7 separate regions of the Mus musculus genome follow, and regions 2, 3, 4, 5, 6 and 7 are each linked to region 1. The links are chromatin contacts, called in public ChIA-PET, HiChIP or PLAC-seq and promoter capture Hi-C maps. All regions are on one chromosome and are shown on one strand. Each heading gives the region's core, a stretch centred on a gene start, on an enhancer-like site or on the middle of the called end of the contact. The rest is flanking DNA. Distances are from core to core; before and after follow the strand shown.

The links. Promoter capture Hi-C pulls out the DNA fragments that hold promoters and counts their contacts. ChIA-PET counts read pairs in DNA pulled down with a chosen protein or histone mark. HiChIP or PLAC-seq counts read pairs in DNA pulled down with a chosen protein or histone mark.
Region 2: a promoter capture Hi-C map of pre-B cells shows a contact between it and region 1, with 2.0 times the contacts expected there. The contact joins the promoter of Rtf1 here to the promoter of Jmjd7 in region 1. A contact is called at or near these places in 4 of 39 promoter capture datasets (erythroid cells, hippocampal neurons, neural stem cells and 1 more), 3 of 484 Hi-C or Micro-C datasets (CD4 T cells, CD8 T cells and double positive thymocytes), 6 of 115 datasets of contacts at active chromatin or transcription factors (embryonic limb bud, embryonic stem cells, large pre-B cells and 2 more) and 1 of 9 other capture datasets (liver).
Region 3: a contact with region 1 is called in a promoter capture Hi-C map of hippocampal neurons, with 2.6 times the contacts expected there. The contact joins the promoter of Ltk here to the promoter of Jmjd7 in region 1. A contact is called at or near these places in 4 of 39 promoter capture datasets (embryonic stem cells, hippocampal neurons and stem cell-derived epiblast-like cells), 3 of 484 Hi-C or Micro-C datasets (cerebellum, frontal cortex and ventral hippocampal neurons), 9 of 115 datasets of contacts at active chromatin or transcription factors (embryonic forebrain, embryonic hindbrain, embryonic stem cells and 3 more) and 2 of 9 other capture datasets (embryonic stem cells and liver).
Region 4: a contact with region 1 is called in an RNA polymerase II ChIA-PET map of memory CD8 T cells, with 9 read pairs. The contact joins the promoter of Oip5os1 here to the promoter of Jmjd7 in region 1. A contact is called at or near these places in 2 of 39 promoter capture datasets (hippocampal neurons and pre-B cells), 1 of 15 datasets of contacts at CTCF or cohesin (the NIH/3T3 cell line), 1 of 484 Hi-C or Micro-C datasets (CD8 T cells), 2 of 115 datasets of contacts at active chromatin or transcription factors (large pre-B cells and memory CD8 T cells) and 1 of 9 other capture datasets (pancreatic islet).
Region 5: a contact with region 1 is called in an H3K27ac HiChIP or PLAC-seq map of embryonic stem cells, with 4 times the contacts expected there. The contact joins the promoter of Pla2g4d here to the promoter of Jmjd7 in region 1. A contact is called at or near these places in 3 of 39 promoter capture datasets (the 3T3-L1 cell line and hippocampal neurons), 1 of 484 Hi-C or Micro-C datasets (bone marrow-derived macrophages), 3 of 115 datasets of contacts at active chromatin or transcription factors (embryonic stem cells, forebrain and stem cell-derived neural progenitor cells) and 3 of 9 other capture datasets (adipose tissue, liver and macrophages).
Region 6: an H3K4me3 HiChIP or PLAC-seq map of bone marrow-derived macrophages shows a contact between it and region 1, with 7 times the contacts expected there. The contact joins the promoter of 4931402G19Rik here to the promoter of Jmjd7 in region 1. A contact is called at or near these places in 1 of 115 datasets of contacts at active chromatin or transcription factors (bone marrow-derived macrophages) and 2 of 9 other capture datasets (liver and pancreatic islet).
Region 7: a contact with region 1 is called in an H3K4me3 HiChIP or PLAC-seq map of bone marrow-derived macrophages, with 2.9 times the contacts expected there. The contact joins the promoter of Vps39 here to the promoter of Jmjd7 in region 1. A contact is called at or near these places in 1 of 39 promoter capture datasets (macrophages), 2 of 115 datasets of contacts at active chromatin or transcription factors (bone marrow-derived macrophages and pancreatic cancer cells) and 1 of 9 other capture datasets (adipose tissue).

What each region holds. Positions count from the first base shown.
Region 1 is chr2:120,026,233-120,028,932 of GRCm38.p6, reverse strand. Jmjd7 (jumonji domain containing 7) reads right to left here and starts at 1,450. Exons shown (of 8, transcript NM_001114637.1): 1 at 1,357-1,450. The coding sequence starts at 1,420. Mapkbp1 (mitogen-activated protein kinase binding protein 1) reads right to left here. Exons shown (of 30, transcript NM_011941.3): 30 at 1,530-2,700. Gm28042 (predicted gene, 28042) reads right to left here and starts at 1,450. Exons shown (of 27, transcript NR_104353.1): 1 at 1,357-1,450.
Region 2 is chr2:119,673,645-119,676,344 of GRCm38.p6, reverse strand. It overlaps Rtf1 (RTF1, Paf1/RNA polymerase II complex component), which reads right to left and starts at 1,277. Exons shown (of 18, transcript NM_030112.2): 1 at 1,065-1,277. The coding sequence starts at 1,277.
Region 3 is chr2:119,759,057-119,761,756 of GRCm38.p6, reverse strand. Ltk (leukocyte tyrosine kinase) reads left to right here and starts at 1,326. Exons shown (of 20, transcript NM_203345.2): 1 at 1,326-1,505; 2 at 2,057-2,200; 3 at 2,291-2,462. The coding sequence starts at 1,463.
Region 4 is chr2:119,592,847-119,595,546 of GRCm38.p6, reverse strand. It overlaps Oip5os1 (Opa interacting protein 5, opposite strand 1), which reads right to left and starts at 1,251. Exons shown (of 3, transcript NR_027832.1): 1 at 1,113-1,251.
Region 5 is chr2:120,287,736-120,290,435 of GRCm38.p6, reverse strand. Pla2g4d (phospholipase A2, group IVD) reads left to right here and starts at 1,367. Exons shown (of 20, transcript NM_001024137.1): 1 at 1,367-1,476. The coding sequence starts at 1,405.
Region 6 is chr2:120,467,971-120,470,670 of GRCm38.p6, reverse strand. It overlaps 4931402G19Rik (RIKEN cDNA 4931402G19 gene), which reads left to right and starts at 1,304. Exons shown (of 5, transcript NR_040608.1): 1 at 1,304-1,351. The region is part of intron 1 of Capn3 (calpain 3); the gene reads right to left.
Region 7 is chr2:120,351,710-120,354,409 of GRCm38.p6, reverse strand. Vps39 (VPS39 HOPS complex subunit) reads left to right here and starts at 1,273. Exons shown (of 25, transcript NM_178851.4): 1 at 1,273-1,495. The coding sequence starts at 1,423.

The sequences.
Region 1 (2,700 bases), core at 201-2,700:
GCAGACCAGGCTGGCCTGGAACCACAGAGATCCTCCTGCCTCTGACTCCTGAGTGCTGGGCCACCATCACCTGACCTGAACCTGCCCTTTTCCAGCCTTTGGGTTTTCTATAATTATGCTGGTTTTATTTGCTCACCATTTCCTTTAGAGGGTGGGTGTTTTTCTCCCCTAAAGCTTCAAAATGAACTTCAAACAATTCCTTTGACCCAGCAATTCTGTTAAGAATTTGACTGACAAAAATAAACATAAACACAAAGTCTGCTCCAAGCTCAGTCCACACTGCTTCCTGGATATAGCAGGCACACCCGCTCTGAGGGTTTAGCTGACCCATCAACCGTCCTCCAGGGCAGTGCTTCCTAATGCTCTACCCTTTAAGACAGTTCCTCATGTTGTGGTGACCCTAGGCTGTAACATCATTTCGTTGCTACTTCATAACTGTGATTTTACTAGTTATGAGTCACAAGATAAATGTCTGATGTTCAGGATATCTGACATGCGACTGCTCTGGGGTCTCGACCTCATAGGTTGAGAATACTGCTCTAACCACCTGTGTGTGACACAGCCGGTAAATTGACAAAATTGTGCTTGATCAATTGCTCTCCCTCTGTGTGTGGGTGTGCGCATGTGTGGTGTGTGCCTGTGTATGCATGTGTGGAGGCCGTTGACATTAGGTGTATACCATTCTCCACTTTATTTTCTGAGTCAAAGTCACTGAACCTGGAGCTCAGCAGTTGCTAAGCTGGCAGGCCAGGGAGCCCCTGGGGTCCTCCTGCCTTTCCCTCCCACCTCTGGAATCCCATCAGAAGTCCACCATCACCACACCCAGTGTTTTCTGTTAGTGCTGGGGATGTGACCCCAGATCATCATGTGCTTAAGAGCTTTACCTACCCACTTAGCCATCTCTCCAGCTTGTTTAATGATGGGGTAGTGAGGACCAGAGGAAGAAGAAAGGAAACACACAAGATCAACTGGGCGGCTGCCTACAATCCTCAAAGCTTGGAGTCTGAATGAACGAGGGAAGTCGCCTGCTTCTCTCCTCAGAACCCACCAGCATCCGAGATGTTTGAGGTGAAAGTATAGCATGGCAGCGCACGGGGACTCAGCACCCCGCTGGCTTTGAGAATGGCACCATGACTACCGTCAGAGCTGTGCTGGGTCTTGAAAACTACAACTGCACCCCACGAAGGCAGCCAGGCGTGCGATCCTGAGCTAAGGAGCCGTCCGCCAGCTAAAGAAGGGTACACACAAAACTGTGTGGCCACCGGTCGGACACTCATGCACACTGAGTTCCAGGGTGCCCAGGCTCCCTCCGCGCTGTCCTCGCGCGGTCGCTGCTGCCTGTGAGAGTGCACTCACCGCGAGCCGCCGCCGGGAACTCTTGCAACGCCCTCCGAACTGCCTCCAGAGCCGCCTCCGCCATGACGGCCGCGGGACAAGAACCCGCCCCTATTTCCGCTCCAGGATCGCAGCCCCGCCCCCGTTTCCGCCCTCTAGGAGGTGCAACAAGCGGCGCTCTTCTCAGAATTTGCTAGCAGGTTAACAAATGATTGTGTTTATTGACAATTTCATACATCCGTACAAACGAAACGTTAAAACAGTCCCACCCCGTACAGCCGGGGAGGAGACAGGCGCCACAGTATAAAAGTTATAAATAAGGGGCTTTCAAAACTGGGATAGGACAAATCTGGACATGGGCAGCAATTGCCAGTGGCCTCAGACATGCAGAAGAGGACAAAGTGCCACAGGCCACAAGACCCCACCCATGCAGGGTAGTGGCGCTTTCTCTAGAAGGGCAGGCTGGCATAAAGACCTCTAAAACCTGGTGGAGGTCAGGGCAGTGGGCCGACTTCTAACCCCCACACTGCCAAGGGGCCCACCTCAAGTGGCTTCGGTTCTTTGGGCTAGGAGTTTGACTATGCGTGTGGTAGAAAAATGGGAACACATGGTTTGGGTATTCACATGGTTTGGGTATACTCAACACTCAGGTTGAACCAACAAAGCTAAGCACCCATTAAACCTAGTTTCCTGCTAGCCTCTGCATTCAGAGCTGGGAAGTGGCGTTGAGGTTTCGACAGGTTTGTGTTATCTAAACCTGGTGAAATGTCACTACTCTGCCTTCCCTGATGCAGAGGAAAGGAGGGCCCAGGCCCAAAGACATACTCACTCCAATTCTGCAACCACCTCACCACTTCTTCCAACATACAGCTTCTCTCTCTTTTTGCTACTCTCTAACCGTTACCTTAACTCTATCCCTACCTCTGCCACCTACCTGTCCGGCTATTACTTTTCCAGTGGTCTCTTGCCCAGTGCCTTCATTCCACAATCTCCAGTGTCCAGTATTTCTGGGCACTCAATACTGCCTTTGAAAAGAGCCTCCTCCATGAGCCAGGTGACCCATAGGCCATCTCCGGTCAGCCTGGCTGTGGACACCACAACTCCAGAATTTCAGTCTAGTGTATCCATCCCTTTTTGTGTTTAGTGTACCCATCCCTTTTTGTGTTTCTGGATCAGAATTCCAATTAATCCAGGCTAGTGACGCTGAGGCAAAAATGTGAGGAAACCAGGTGCATACCAGCCAGGCAAGTGTTCTAAAATGAGCACTCAACTGTGCATATGATTTGTGTGTGTGTGTGTGTGTGTGTGTGTGTGTGTGTGTGTGTGTGTGTGTGTGTGTGTGTGTGTGTGTGTGTGTGGCCAAGG
Region 2 (2,700 bases), core at 28-2,527, 350 kb after region 1:
GTTTATACCAACATTTTTTATTATAAACATTTGTTTTATGCAACTGTCCAATTCAATACATGAGGCTGATATTATATGTCCATTTTACAGTGGAAACCAAAGGTAAATGGCTAGAAAGAAATTAGGAATCAGAATTACAGATTCTGAGTTTAGTACTCAATCTACTCCATTTATAAAGCTTCCTACCCTTCCTTTATGTCATTTACTCATGAAACATGGAGGAAATCATCTCCTGATACCATCAGAGTACTACTACACAAACAGCTTCCTCCCTGCAGTGTTTTTTTAAAGTACAGAAGCAATGCCGGGTACTCCAAGACGCTAAAGCCACAAGTTACTTTCAGTACTTCTCAGATCTTCAAGTGAAAAAGAATTCTATGCTGCTGCATAAAAGAGGCTGAGCGCTTGGAACACAGTCTCTCTCTGCTGCCCTACAATTCAAACTTCCAGTTATCTGCCCTCTCTCCTCCTCCAAAGAGTTTTTTGTCAGACATCCCAACGAGAACCCATTTCGACCGTAAATGATCATAGTCTCCCCCCCACCCCAAGCACCACGAAAGCTCTTCGGGACATGTATGGGTGTCTCTCCTATGTCCACATGCCTGGTCTGAAAAACTTCACCTTCCAGAGTCCACACCTTCTAGACAAATTTTCCCTCCCACCGCCCCATGCTCACCCTTGCACCTCCTCCAAAATCTCTCAGCCATTGGGGTTGGCGGGCGATACTTCCTATCTCGCCCAGCCCGAATCTCCCTGCCTGCAGTCATGACGTCCCGATCCGGCCCAAGCAGACAGCGGCCCCCTTCAGTACCCCAAACCCCGAGGCCCATCAGCCCAATTCCCTGCCCCGCCTCCCGGCCCAAGGCGCCAAGTCCTCGGGGCTCTGTCTCCAGGCCTGGCCCGGGCTCCAAGGGCCTAAGATTCAGCGGGGAGACAGGAAGGGACTACAGTAGCGGGACGGACACCAGGCTGGCCGGGCGCTCGGGCCGGGCGACTCCCAGCTCCCGTGGCCAGGACTGAGCCCTCCCGCTCTGCCGGCCCGCGCCTCCGCGGCCTGCCCTCACCTGATCCAGGTTCTCGTCACTGCCGCTGTCTTCCGTATCCGAGTCGATCACGACACGGCCTTTCCGCTTCTTTACCATGGTGGTCCCCCGGCTTCCACGCCGGACGCCGCCCTGACTCCCCTCTTGCCCGCCTGCCAGTGGGACCGCCACTGCCGCCGCCGCCACCGCCGCCGCCACCGCCGCCGCTCGACCCACACAAAGGCGACCGCGCATGCGCGCTCCGCTCCGCCCCTAGCCCCGCCCCCCGCCTGGCGCACGCCGTTCGCCGGCGCCTGGCGCCCCGCCCCGCCCCACCTCCGACGCAGCGCGAGGGGCGGAGCCACGCGCCCGAGGGTTCCGGACCAACGCTCCCTGATCTAGCTGTCCGGAAGCTTCTGCAGTGTTGGAGTTGTAGGCTGCCCAGGAGTTCCCTACTTGAAGCGAATTTGAGCCTCCGGACCAGGGTCCACTCTGAGGAAACTCATCCATCTCCAGCCCTGGAATGCGGCCTCAGGGACCACCCGCATAGTCGACAGCCCCTGGAAATTGCTGAGAGCTTGGGTGGAGGAGCCAGAGTCCGCCTGCCTGGGCTGTTATTAGTGACAGCCTAAATGCGACCCAAAAACTAGGGAAGACTATTCCAGCGATAATCGGAGAACTCAGATTCATTGTAGGGAAGGACCAGGTGTCGGGGTGTGGGATGAGCAGAGAGGTGGCCCGGGAAGAAAGCAGTAATTTAATGAGCTATGCTAAGTAGTTTCAAACTCGCTTGAGTGTCCTGGGTCTTTGGTAAGGAACGACAGTGACTTCAACACTGGAAGAGAATGAGAATAGAGAAATAGATGGGTTCTGAATTATTTGCTAGTTGGGGCGCAGAGGAGGCAGAGGTTTCAGATTCTGATTTAGGAAGATGAGTGTGAGCTTTGTCAAGAAAATATGACAGAGGTTTGGAAGGGAAGAGGGCTGTATAGGAAATGTTTTATGTCGTTGAATTTGAAGTCATCTGACAAAAAGGTCAACGCTGGGAATGCATTTTTATATATTATTTATGTGCAGCAGGGTTTATATTAGGGAGTATTAACAGTTACAATTTGAAGTTGTTCTCAAGTCTTAGAACGCACTGGTTCACTCATTCTGATAGACAACTTTAGAATTCAAATCTTTCTCGACTAAGTTGATGAGGTCTTGCTTTCTTACTATCCCACTTTGACTCTCTAAGTTATTTTTCTCAGCTCAACTACAGTACACATCACATCCCTTGCCAGGTGTGGTAATTATAAACCCATATTTTTAGATACTTGGAAGGTTAAGACAGGAAGAACATAAGGAACACAAGTTCAAGGCCTGCCTAAGTCTGCATAATGAGTCCAAGGCTAAGACCCTGTCTTAGTCGATCAATCAATATATAAATAAATACCAGGCAATGGTGGCCCATGCCTTTAATCTCAGGACTTGAAAGGCAGAGGTGGGCAGATCTCTGCATTCCAGGCCAGCCTGTCTACAAATCAAGTTTCAGAACAGCAAGAGCTGTTGTACGTAGAAATCCTGTCTTGAAATGCAAGAGGAGGAAGAAGAAGGTGAAGGAGGAGGAGGAATAAGAAGAAATAAAGTATTGGATATAGCTCAGTAGTAGTGCTTACAAGCATATGTAAGGCTC
Region 3 (2,700 bases), core at 77-2,576, 270 kb after region 1:
TGCCTCCTCCCAAAGAAACTCCTCCTGTAACCTTTGCTTTCCCCCTTGGAGGCCGGCAGAGGGCAGGGAGTCAGGCAACCCACAAGACCATTATTTGTGCAGTGCTAATGACCCTGGTGGGATTTTAGCCTCCTGGGTGGTTTATACCCATGGATTAGAAATTAGGAACCTTGAGGGGAGAGGCTGGGGGTGGGGCGCTGAACAAATAAATTAATTAAAAAAAAGAAATTTGCACTCTTCTACAGATAGCTGAGATCCTTTGCAAAAGATTTATTCTGGTAGGAAGATTTTGTTTTTGTTTTGAGGGGACTCATAGCAATCCTGCTGCTTCAGCCTTCCAAGTGCAGGAATTACAGGCATGAGCCACCATGCCTGGCTTAACATTAGCATTTTGAACAAAAGATAAAGGACACAATACACAAAACTATCCTTCCATGTGATTTTGCAGTTGGTGGCCTGTGGCTGAGCCACTCTGCATTGCCTGGGAATGCTAGCACTTGAATCTTCTGACATCTTTTTTTTTTTTTTTCTCTTTCAGAGACAGGGTTTCTCTGTGTACCCCTGGCTGTCTTGGCACTCACTTTGTAGACCAGGCTGGCCTCGAACTCAGAAATCTGCCTCTGCCTCCCAAGTGCTGGGATCATAGGCATGCGCCACCACCACCCGGCTTCTGACATCTTTTTAACATATCTATTAGCTTTTTGAGAGGAAGTCTCATGTAAGTCCAGGCTGGCATCCAGTTTGAAAGCAGAAGATAACACTGAACTTGGGGTCCCATCTCCACTTGGCAGGTGCTGGGTTACAAATGTGAGCAACACTGTCCACATTTTTCAACACCTTATCCAGTCATGGCAGTAAGAAATTGTCCACAGGAACAGTGTGCAACAAACTCAGAAAGTCATGATTCTGAGGTACTGGGATGTCCTGCCTCATGGTCAGAAAGGGACACAGCAATGGCAAGCAATAATGCCTTATGGGGGACAGTTTAGTCGCCATCACCCAGGAGGCAGAGGCAGGTGGATTTTTGGAGGCTCTACATACTTCCCATGTGTGATCATGCACTTAAACTAACACTGACACCAATAAAGCCATTCACTATTGATGCTATCCTGAGACCCACAAAAGCTACTGCCATGTACTAGGTGCTGTCCAGCCTATCACAAAGGTATAATGTAGAGTCAACTTTTTCTCCTACCAGGAACTCACTAGTTTGTTGGTGTGCCATAGGTGGGGACTAGAGCCCTTCAGCTCAGCAAGGCTCCTCCCAGAAGCCTGGGGACCTCGCTGTCCTCATGCTCCGCCTTTTCCTTCTATTTCCCGGGTCTGACGTGAGTGTATACAGGCCAGTTGGAAGTCGGCAGGGTAGTGGTGATAGCTCTGAGACTGCTGACACGCCTATAAACTGCAGCTAGGGAATCGAGTTCTCAACCATCATCCTTTGCTGGAACCAAGGGATTGGGCGATGGGCTGCTCCCACCGGCTGCTGCTGTGGCTGGGAGCTGCTGGTAAGTGCTGTTTGGTGGTCAGGGTACCAGCCAACCAGAGACAACTAGATTTGGGGCTGCATTAGCAACAGACCAGGTCTCAATGGTTCCTTCTAAGGTGGCCTTGTGCTTTTAGAGTACAGCAAGAAAGGTGCGGAGCACGTCCGAATCTAAGAATCAGATGGGGCCTTGGCACTACTTGGGAGGAAGCTAGAGAGAGGAGAGGTGGTGGGGTGCTGTACAACAGAGAGCGGTGCAGCCCCCAAGTCACTCCATGAGAGCTCTGGAATGATATATGTAGACATATATGTATATATATATATATATATATATGTATATATATATATATGTATATATGTAGATATATGTATATGTCATGATATATGTAGACACCTTGCAAGGCTTGGGAAACCCGGTTGGGTGGTAGGTGTCTAGCTTCAGCCTCTGTATGCACCAGCTGGGCGGCATTCGGGGTGTGGCTGGAAGCAGGGTACTGCTGAGTGGCTATCCATCTCTTATGTCTCCCCTGTCACATTCTGCATCATCTAACCCTTCTTCCTGTCACCTTTCAGGAACTATTCTTTGCTCCAACTCGGAGTTCCAGACACCTTTTCTAACACCTTCGCTTTTGCCGGTGCTGGTACTCAATTCCCAGGAGCAGAAAGTCACCCCCACACCCAGTAAATTGGAGCCAGCTTCCCTCCCAAATCCTCTAGGTGAGTTTCAGGCTCCTCCCTTTTCTTGGTTCACCATCTCCAGATCCCTAGGCCTGGAGAGGAACTTTTTCCTTCTCCCTTTGTACCTAGGCACACGGGGGCCTTGGGTGTTTAACACCTGTGGCGCCAGCGGCAGGAGCGGACCCACACAAACACAGTGCGATGGGGCATACACAGGAAGCAGCGTGATGGTGACAGTGGGGGCTGCCGGGCCGCTCAAAGGCGTGCAGCTGTGGCGGGTGCCAGACACAGGCCAGTATCTGTAAGTGCCCAGCAGGAAGAGGGTGGCAATCACCTCTTAGGCTGAGGTTCTACAGACCAGGGAAGTTATCTTAAAACATTCCGCAGAGAAGTCTAGTGTCAGTCACTTCGATTGTCTGTCCTCCTCCTAAGTTAACCATCGTCAGGACGGCCGCCCAATCAACGGTGGCTGAAGATGGGGCTGGATGATTCCAGCCATCTCCGTTAACGCTCTTGAAATACTCGTGGAACCCAACCCA
Region 4 (2,700 bases), core at 2-2,501, 430 kb after region 1:
ACTTGTGCTAAAGGGGAGGGGTTTTGTTTTTTGGTTTTTTTTTCACCCCCTAAGCAAGTGCTTCCTGCTTCAGCTCTGCTAAGTCTAGGGCTAACAAAAACCATATAATCTATCACAAACATTCACTCACATTATGATTTTTCCATTTGAACTGGCTCTCACTAATATGCCAGTTTATTTCTGAAACAAGGTTTTGATAGATGTAAATTTCTGGCCCTGAGCACCAACACACGCAGCAAATGTCTCCCCGATCCAGAATTCAGAAGCAAAGACTTTCCGAGAATTTAGCTGAATACCAATAAAAGTAAGGGGGCTCCCAATTACAAAGAGATAAAATTAAATAAGAATCAAATATAAATATCTTGTTAGTACTACACTGTCACCAGTGTACACCAACTACACAAATGAGATTCCAGCAGTACTTCCAGAACTATAGTTCTAAAAAAACGAAAAGAAAAGCATCGTAAGCCGTTTCCCTTGATCCTGGGTAAGAAATCAACATAGGTGAATTCCACTGAGACCCGTTTGCCGAAACTAATGCGCCATAAGGGCATTATCAGGACGTCCAAGGACAAAGCTGCTTACTACGGTCATAAAAGTTTGGCAGGGGCGAGTATGAGGTAAAGGCTGCAAGAGTCTATCTGTAATACACATACTCAAATGAAAATACCAGAGGGAGCCTCTTACAGCAAATCTCAAGGTCAACGCGCCAGGGACACAAAATGCCCAGAGCTGCAACAGGCCTGTCAACCTCAACCGGTGACGCCTTCGGTAAAGGGTCAAACAATACAGAGATAGTCTTAGAAAAATAAAAGGGAGGTGCACACAGCGGCTTCCCGATACGGCCGGCGTACGTGCAACTCAGAGAACCAGGGCAAAGCACGCAGCGGCCAAAGCGAAGGGCGCAAGGAAGGGCGTGGAGCGCTGGTAAGGGAAGGACGCGGCCACATACCCGGAGGCGGCGGAGCCGACCGGACGCGGCTGCGAATGCAAAGCCCTGTCAGGCCCAGGCCTCGCCGGCTCCCTCATTAGGCTCGCCGCTACCCCGTCCCGAGTTGTGCCGCCCCACCGGCTGCTCGTCTCCCGATAGACAGACGGACTTCTCAGCTCACCTCACACGGTCCAGCACAAGTACTCCGCTTCTCACGGGAGGCCTGCCCCGGGCCCGCAGGCCAGCTGCCCGGGGCACGCCTCACTCCGCCATCTTCGCTCCTTCCCCTGTCCGCCAACCCAGGGGCGGAGGCGCGAAAGGCTCCGCCCCGCCTCCGAGTGATGATTGGACAGCACCTTGCTCGCGCGCTCTTTTTCCATCGCGGATTGGCTGGGAAGTACTTCAATCAATCCCTCTCTCTGGTTCTATTTTTTGTTGTTGGAGCTTAGTGCTCCAGTTGAAGTTAAGGAGGAAAAGGGTTGTTGTAATTCACTTGAGGAAAAACATTCCGCACGGAGGCAGTCTCACTTTTTAGTAAGATAGCACTACAAGGCCAAATGACTATTTTAAATTATCGTTACTGTAAAAATATACTGTTACTAGTAATTCCTCTCTTGGCTAAAGGATTTTTATACCCGGACTAACACTACACCCAGAGGAACAATTTCATGGTGTCAGTTCTTCTGACTTTGACCCACTTGAGAGAATGTTGCCTGCTGTTTAAAGGTCAATACAGTAGCGTAGTTTTCCTCACCTTAAAAGGGCCTGCCCGCTGCCTGAGAAAATGTTAAACTGCATTTGTTGTTTGTTCCAGTTGTAGGATTTAGAGATCCTTTAGCGGTATTTCCAGGAGAGGTAGTGAAGGCAATAGTGTGACTCTTCCAGGTGATGACACACGTTCTTCTGGATAAGCAGTGCTTCCTAAATGACGGGGTTATCACTAGGCCATTTATTAAATCCAAATTTCTATGCTTCCCTCTGTGATAAGGATGCTATGCCATACAAAGACAAAACACAGTTGTCTATTGAATCTATTGGCTAATAAAATAATAATAATAATAATAATTACATTATTCGTTATTATTATTAGAATGTTAGAACCTATTGAATAATAATAAATTCACAAGCTACATTGATTTATTGGCTGCAACTGGCCATCAGCCTTGATTTCCCTTTATAGCTGGGCTGGTGACAGAGACCTTGTGTATCCCAGGCTGGCCTCAAATTGCAATGTAACAGAATTACCACACTGGTTATGTCCTGAATCTCAAGTGAGCAACAATGTCCTCCATCCAAAGACAGGTTCTTTGAGTGTTAGCTACTATCAGATCACACATCACTGCACCGTATGTCTCTGTGTATGAATAGGCACACTGTATATCTGTATATACTTAGACTACAGAAGGCCTGCAAAGGATTACACAAACCTCTGTGTTCAGTGAGGTTTTACTACATCCAGACAGAGCTGATATAAATGGGAAAAGTCACCACAGTTAGATATTGATGAACTCATTTAGAAAGACACAGAGTATTGAAGCTAGCTGAGGGGTCCAGGTGAGTGTCAACGGAGGAATATGGTGAGGTGCAGGACTGAGTAGGGACAGACAGATGCACAGACAACAGTAATCCAAAGGAGCGATATCAAGCAATGAGGCCTGGGCTAAGCCGAAGGGCTGCCCAAAGAACCAGCAGAAACAGTCTTGTCCCTCCTCAACTCACTTAAGCAGGGGTTCAGGTGACACTGCAGGGCTGTTACCATCAAACCATGG
Region 5 (2,700 bases), core at 118-2,617, 260 kb before region 1:
ACCAAAGAGCTTTCTGACTATGCAGTCTGCCATTTACTTCTGCTAGAAACCCTCTTGCAGAGATAGGCCAGTGGATAAGACATTTGTGGTACAAGTGTACGACCAAAGTACCAAAGTTTGGGTCCCCAACACTCACATAAAATCTGTGTTCATGGCAGAAGAGATGGCTCAGACATCACATCTTTCAGAGGACCAGAGTGTGGCTCCTGGCCCCTCACATCAGACAGCTCACAACTACCCTGTAAGTCTAGCACCAGGGGTTCTGAGACACATGGTTCCCTACATATCCACAGCAAACAAGAACACACACACACTTAAATAAAAATAAATCTTTTTTCTTTTTCGGTTTTTCGAGACAGGGTTTCTCTGTGTAGCCCTGGCTGCCCTGGAACTCCCTTTGTAGACCAGGCTGGCCTTGAACTCAGAAATCTGCCTGCCTCTGCCTCCCAAGTGCTGGGATTAAAGGCGTGCACCACCACTGCCCAGCCATAAAAATAAATCTTAAGAATACCATGTTCAGTGAATAAAGTGGGAATAATCAAAACACCTGACATCAACCTCGGGCTGCCACATGTACGTGCACATGCCTGTGCCTTCACTCATGCATACACACATGCTTGCACACCACACACACATCTACACCAAGGAAGAAAGGATGATGGAAGGGAAGGAGGGAGGGAGGGAGGGAGGGAAGGAGGGAGAGAGGGAGGAAAAAAGGAAGGAAGAGAGGGAAGGAAGGACAGAGAGGGGAGAAGGAAAGAAGGATAGAAAGAAGAGTGAAAGGAAGAAAGGAAAGATGAAAGGGAGGGGAGGGAGGGAGGGAGGGAAGGAGGGAGAGAGGGAGGGAGGGAGGGAGGGAGGGAAGAGAGGAGGAAGGCAAGCCAGCCCCCTATGCCCCCTACACTCCTAGGATCTGCCGAAGCAGAGAGTGAGGAGGAGTGGAGGTGAGGGGCTGTGATCATGGCGCCCAGACCCCACCTCAGTTGCTTTTCGCCTTAGAGCCTAAACTCTTGCTTCCTGAGCACTAAGGGGTCCATCTTGTCTTAGCTCGGGAGCCTGGTGCTTCTTTCCCAGGGCTGGCCTGACTCAGGTGGTATTGACCTACAAGGGTTTCCTCTTTGTTGCCCTCTGCCTCGGGGAACTGCCTCTGCCACTGTCTGTCTGTCTTTCCTAGTCATCCTTGGTGCTTCTTTCCTGAAACTGCAGCTCTAGGAAAGATGCTCCACCCACGAGGCCTGGTGTTTTGCCAGGGGTTTCTGTAGCTGCTAGTTAAGCCAGCCTTCTGAGGAAGATTTGAAATGCTGTGTGACAGTGACCTGGGGGTGGAGTTACCTGTTTATAGAACCACAATTCCTCCAGGATAGGCAGAGTCACAGCCGGACTTCGCATCCAGCCAGGAGTTGGATGTGGAGTGGAGATAGAAGAGTAGGCATGGAGAGCCTGTCACCCGAGAGACTACATGGCCATCCTTACCAGGTAACAGTGTCTGCCAGGCCAGTGGCCAGCAATCAGGGAGAGCCTGAGCCCAACAAGTCTGCTGTGGCTGCGAGCGGGGTGGGATGAGTCTCTGTGTGGCTGAGGGGAAGGGAGGTTGGTGTTTGGGAGTATGGAGTGGGCAGGGGTAAGCAGCACCCATAGAAGTAGAGACCTGGGGACCACGGTTCTAGTCAGCAGGGCTTCTGTTCACCACCATGATGTGCAGGCAAGAGCATCCTAAGGGCTGTTTTCTCAGGAATGCTCCCTCTGCCCCACACTAGAGAACAGTGGCTGTTCCTCCCTAAAGAGACCCGCCAGGCCCTTATAGTGCACCATCTGCCACCATAGGCCAGCAAACTTCCTGGAAGCAGCTGGAGCCCTGTGGGTCTCAGTGTCTCAAATCCTCATGCCAATCATTTTCTGGCTCCAAGAGTTCTGGGGCTGCACCCAGGCCAAGGATCCCACAGACTGTTCACTCTGCTCAGCCCAGAGTTCTCATCCTGTACTAGAGACCAAGGCCAACAGGGAGAGGTCCTCTGTCTGCCCCCGGTGCCTCAGTAAGTGTCCTCAAGGGACACTAAGTTTCCAAGGTGGCTCTCCAAGAACCACCTTGTGTTTCATTTGCAGACCTTGATGGGTTTCTCACTGGGGTTCTGAGAGGCAGCCTAAGCTATGTGAGGCAAGCAGCTACAGGATACTGATGCTGGAAAGGATGTGGGCACCGCCAGGCTGGATCGCTGGGGGAAATGGAAAGGAACGCTTCCATTGGAAGGCAAGACTTGTTGTGCTAGTCTGAGTTTGAGAGAACCCATACCCAGGTCAGCCATCAGTGACAGTATCTTGTTGTGACAAGGTAGTGGAGGGGGGTGACCAGTCCTGGCTCTATTGCTCCGTCCTCCCAACTGGAGTTTCCAGGATTGGGAGTTTTTGACTGATATGATTGACTAAAAGTCCTGCCCTTAAGACTTGTAAAGTGGCTCCTGAAACAGCTTTAGCAGTTGCTTCTTGGGCTTCTTTGCTGCTGACTGGGGACTGGAGCTTTTCCTGGTGGCAGGAGAATGATTGGCAGAGCTGGTTGGGTACCAGACTGGTTCTGTGGGAGCTTCTGTGTAGACTTTACAGCTCAGCCTGACTCACAGCGGGCAGGGATCTCTATCCATAGCATCCACCTTGCCTTCCCAAGTTTCCCTGAGGGTCCTGTCACAGGCAGAAGGGCGAAGGCAT
Region 6 (2,700 bases), core at 55-2,554, 440 kb before region 1:
TGCACACTAAATAATAATAAATAAAAAAGACTTGATAGCTCACACCTTTAACCCCAGCACTCAGAAAGCAGAAGCAGGCAAACCTGTGTGTTCCAGGCCAGCCTATCTCAAAGTCGGGAGAAGGAGGAGAAGGAGGAGAAGGAGGAGGAAGAGGAGGAGGAGGAGGAGGAAGAGGAAGAGGAAGAGGAGGAGGGATAAAATAGTAATTTAAAAAAGAACGATACAAATGTGCAGAAAGCATTTGTGGCTTTTTTATAAGGCAAATGCATCTTTTCATGGTTTCTTGGTCATTTCTGTCCCTGCCTTTCTCATTTTCTACATTATCCTGCCAAGTCATGTCAACGTATTCACTGTGGTCCCTGGAGCTCTGTCCCTGTCATGACCCTCAGGAGGAGCTGAGGCAATCCTAACTGTTATTTCTAGAACCTTCACTTTCACCAAAACAGTTGCAGCCTCCCCTACCCTCTGCTGTCCTGGGTTGATGGTTTGGTGCTACTGTGATTCTCTGCAGCCAGAACAAGCATCTAAGTTAGTATTAGCATTTCAGTTACCACCAGCACCACTTACTGACTGTGCTACGTGTGTGTGTGTGTGTGTGTGTGTGTGTGTGTGTGCGCGCGCGCGTGTGTGCATGTGTGCACGTGTGCACATGTTGGATGCAGTATCCTGTTTTATCCTTCCAGAACTCAGTGAAAGCTGGCGTTTTCATTTGCTTTTTACAGATGAGGAAGCTGAGACCCAGGAGTAGTCAGTCACGTGGTTTAGTGGTGGGCACAGTTCTGGTTCCCCTTGTTTCAAAACCTGTGTCCTGGGCTTTCTTGTTAATGGCTATTACTGCCTTACTGTAGGCATCTAAGACAATGGTTCTCAGTTTGTGGGGTGAGACCCCTTTGGGATCACCTAAACCATCGGAAATATCAGATATCATTATGATTCATAACAGTAGCAAAATTACAGTTATGGAGTAGCAATGGGAATAATTGTGTGGTTGGGGGTCATCACAACATGAGGAACTGGGTCAAAGCATTAGGAAGGTGGAGAACCACTGAGCTAGGACTTTAGGGACATCACACAGTATCGTGCTAAGCAGAGAGTACATTTAGCTCCTTTATGGAAAAGCAAAGTGAAACTTGGATCGTTTTCCTGACTTGCTGCTAGCAGCAGACCAGGCTTCCCACCAGGTCTGCTTGTTCAAATCCTGTCTCAAACTACTGTGTACTGTGGCCTAGTTCTTCCTTCTTGTGGCTAGTGTGGTACCCAACTTCCCTTTCAACTGTCTGACAGAAGGCAGCAGACATTCTATAACAGATCGGAAGCAGAGACCTCCTGCTAACCCACTTTCATTGGGAAGGTAATTTCACTGGGAAATAAGCTATGTGGTTAAGCTTGTAGTCTGGGGCTGGGTGTCCCTCTATGTAGACTAGGTTCTCCTGGAGTCCAGCTGTCTCTAAATCTGCTCACAATGATGTGGGGACAATTGTTGTTTTGATATAGCCTAGTGTTTCTTCATTTTAGAATTGAGTAGTACTGACTAAGTGACCCCAGGCTGGGAAGACATCTCCATTATAGACTTCACTTTAGAGGCTGTGGAGCCCCAGAAGAGCCCAGAGGCCTCCTGGAATCAGGAGAAAGCCCTTCCTTAAGGATGCAGATGTGTTGGCTACTGTTTGATCTCAGCTGGGAACCAGTATGTCTGGTGACTTGAGGTTTTCAGAGTCCTGAGCAAGTCCACAAATATTCACAGAAGCACAGCATTGATTTGGAAGTTACCAATGAATTTAAGTAGGAGAATAACAAGTATAGAATCTAGATAATGAGGCTTGGCTGTGCAGTTGAGGACTCTAATGGCCTGAGCTGGATAAACCCCTGCCCAAGCGTTTTGTGACTATCTGATAAAGCAACCAGAGATAGGGTGACAACCGAGGAACAGAGGACACCACTGGATACCTTTACTGTTGTCTGGGTTGTAACCAGATGACTTCCCGCTAGACATGAAAAGCTTTCCAATATGGAAATTACAGCATGTGTGTGTGGAAGGAGAACTCCTTTGCCCTTCTGACTCTTCATGTCAGGAGGAAAGCCAACTACCTCAGACCTTTGACAGTTGTTCTTCAACATTTTGCTCCTGGACTTACATGGAGTGTTTAATAGCAGTTTTCATGCTGTACTGAGTGGCACTGTGGAGTGGCCAGGATGCTTCCCAAGTGTGAGAGGTCCTGGGGCATCCATGGAGACTCACACAGGTCTTCAACCCACAGCCTCTCAGTGGCAGGGTCTCCTCCTCTGTCTCCCCCACTCCAGAGCTCAGTGAAGCCTGGGCATTTTCTCTCACTTTGTTTTTCTCCATTCCAGAGCTTTCTAACACTGGCAAGCTGGCTCAGCACTGCCACTTCAAGACAGGATGCAGAGCAAGTCTGCCCTTTCCCAAAAGGTTACTGGTCTCAAGTATTTCACAGCTTCAGTGGCTGTTAGGCCATAGAGAATGGCAGGAGCAGTGTGTGTGTGTGTGTGTGTGTGTGTGTGTGTGCATGCACCTCAGGCTTTCCCTAGTCCAATTCCAGTGCAGTCTACCTTTCACTCTTGTTATATATCAACCAGCTGATCCTTTTCTTTCCTTTTTCCCTTTAGAAAACAATCATGTTTGCCTCCTTTAAGAAAAGCACTCAGGCTGGGCAGTGGTGGCGCACACCTTTGATCCCA
Region 7 (2,700 bases), core at 24-2,523, 330 kb before region 1:
TAGAGACAGGTGGGTCCCTGGAGCTTACTGGCTTGCCAGTGAGCTAGGCTGGCTAGTTGTAAAAGGGGTGGATATGTCTCAGAAACGAGCAAACAAAAACACAGGCCATTTCTCATAATGTGGAAAACAGCTGAGGAAGACATCTATCTGACCTCTGACCTGAAACATTGGTCAGTAACAGTGGCTCGCCAGAAGTGCTTACCAGATTGCATCTTCATTAATGTATCTGACCTTTGGGCGGGCTTCTCTAACATCTCTTGCAGGTAGATTCTGAGGTTGCTTCCCAACATCCTCCAGTGCACACATAACAGTCCCGTATGCAATCCCTAGGGGATTATGCCCGGGCTAAGGAACATTAGCCTATAATGGCTTTCCTGTTCAAGTGTATGAACTTACTTGAGTTCATACTACTCTCCAAAGTTTGAGTAAAGTTGGAATGAGGTCTGAGCCTGAATTTTTCAAAACTTGCTTGACTAGGCACTAGGAGAGAATCACTGGTCTACAGCTTTAACAATGTAAACCTAAGGTACAACTAAGAATTAGCTGAAATGTAATGATGGTACTGAAGCAATCTATTGACTGGCTAGAGTGTGTCAGACTTGACAGATGTTCACGATTCTAAGCAATCTTATTTTGAAGAAGGTTTTGCAGAGTATGAAAGTAAGGCCTGCAACAATCTATTTCCAAAGAAAAAGAAAAGCCAAATTTCCTAAGTGGTATATCTCCAACCCAAGACTGACGCCAAGGCAGAAGTTCCTTTTTCCTCCGTGGTTGGGAGGGCTGGTTTTTGAGACAGGGCCTCATGTATCCTAGGCTGGCTTCAAACTTGATACGTACTGAAGATAACTCTGAACCTCCTGCGTCCTGGGATGTCAGGCTGCCATCTCTCCTGACACGCAGCCCAGTGAGCTAAATTCCTCTTTATCGCGAGGTCTTCACTAAGTTGACTGCCTAAAATCAGTTTCTCGGGCTGGCGAGATGGTTCAGTGGTTAAGAGCACTGACTGCACTTCCAAAGGTCCTGAGTTCAATTCCCAGCAACCACATGGTGGCTCACAACCATCTGTAATGGGGTCTGATGCCCTCTTCTGGTGTGTCTAAAGACAGCTATAGTGTACTCATATAAATAAAACAAATAAATAAATCTTTAAAAAAAAAAAAAAAAAGATCAGTTTCTCTTCTACCACCACAAACACCAAGGGACTCTGAGCAGCTGGTATGGATGTGAACTCGGGTTGGGGGCGGAGCTTCTGCTGCGGAAGGGGCGGGCTTAAGGCAACAGGAAGTCCGGCGGCGAGGATGGAGTTGTTGCTGAAGGCCCTGTAGCAGGGGTCCCTGGTGGAATACGAGTCTTCCCTGTTTTCGGACGGCAGGCTCCTCCCAGCAGCAGGGGCGGGACAGTGGCGGTGAAGCTCCCGCAGCCATGCATGACGCTTTCGAGCCGGTGCCGATCCTGGAAAAGCTTCCCCTGCAGATCGACTGCCTGGCTGCCTGGGGTGAGCCGCGGGGCCTCGGGTCAGGGAGGCAGCGGCCCCTCACGCCGAGCTATAGAGAGGCAAGGCGTCTGACCCTGTGGGTGGGCTGCGGACGCAGGCTGTCAGAGAGGGCGGACGTGACTGGACCCCGGGCGGCTTGCGTGATTGCTAAGGACAGTCCATTTGTGGACGCTCCGCGCTCTCTCTTGTGCGCTATGCAGTTGGAGGCTGAGCTCACATTATTAATGTGCTCTGTTGGGGCCCATTTCGGTTCCCAAGAAGTCTTGAGTGAAAAGGGCAAAGCCTGCCAGGTGCTTCACCTTGTTAAATGATTGCGGTGTGTTCTAGGTGACAGACAATGTTAGCACCGTATGCTTCAGAGCATTTAGTGTTCACTTAGTTTATTTTTCCTTTTAGTAGTTAGCTCATATAACTACCTTATGTCGTGAGGTGCCCAAGTTACCTGACTGAAGTGGAAGAGCATCATAACAGATTGCTGTGAAACCTGACCCATGCGACCTTGTATACTTTTTCTTGGGATTGACCAATGCAGAAAGCAAGGTCAGCATCCTTCATGTTTTCTGGAGTTCAAGAACGTAAATCTTGGCTCTCAGGCTACATCGAGTGCTTTTCTATGCATCGTTATTACCCATAACAGGCTACGTAAAAATAATTCAGTCTTTTCTGTTAATGTCCATGCCCTAAATATCAAGAAACATCAAGGGCCCATACAAAGGTAAAGTTCAGAATCTGTACGTAGAGTTTACCCTAAGGAAGGCACCACGATGGACCACAAGGAAATGTTGATGGTGACCAGTGTGCCGAGCATCTGTTGCTAGCGCTTCCCAGGCATCCTTGCAGGTTCTTTGTGGCCTCCTTAGAGGGATTCACATCTTTTTTTTTTTTTTTTCCCTGTGCTCTTCTTTGAGCAGCCCCTAGCCTCTGTAAAATAGTACCTCCAATGTAAACTGATGTAGTCCTTTGAATTAGGGAGAGAATAGAACCCAATTTCCTACAGCCATCTCAAGAAAACCTCATTTCCTGGAGGAAAGTGCTCTCAATAGAGAATAATACATGGAGGGGTTCATTTCTCTTTTGTTTCATTAAATATGTTCTGGATACCCACCTGTACCGTTCTCTCTACTATGGACAGGAATACAAGGATGAATGAGAAATAGTATCTGTGTACCCAGAACACTTTGGGGGTCAAAAGCATGAGGACAGGT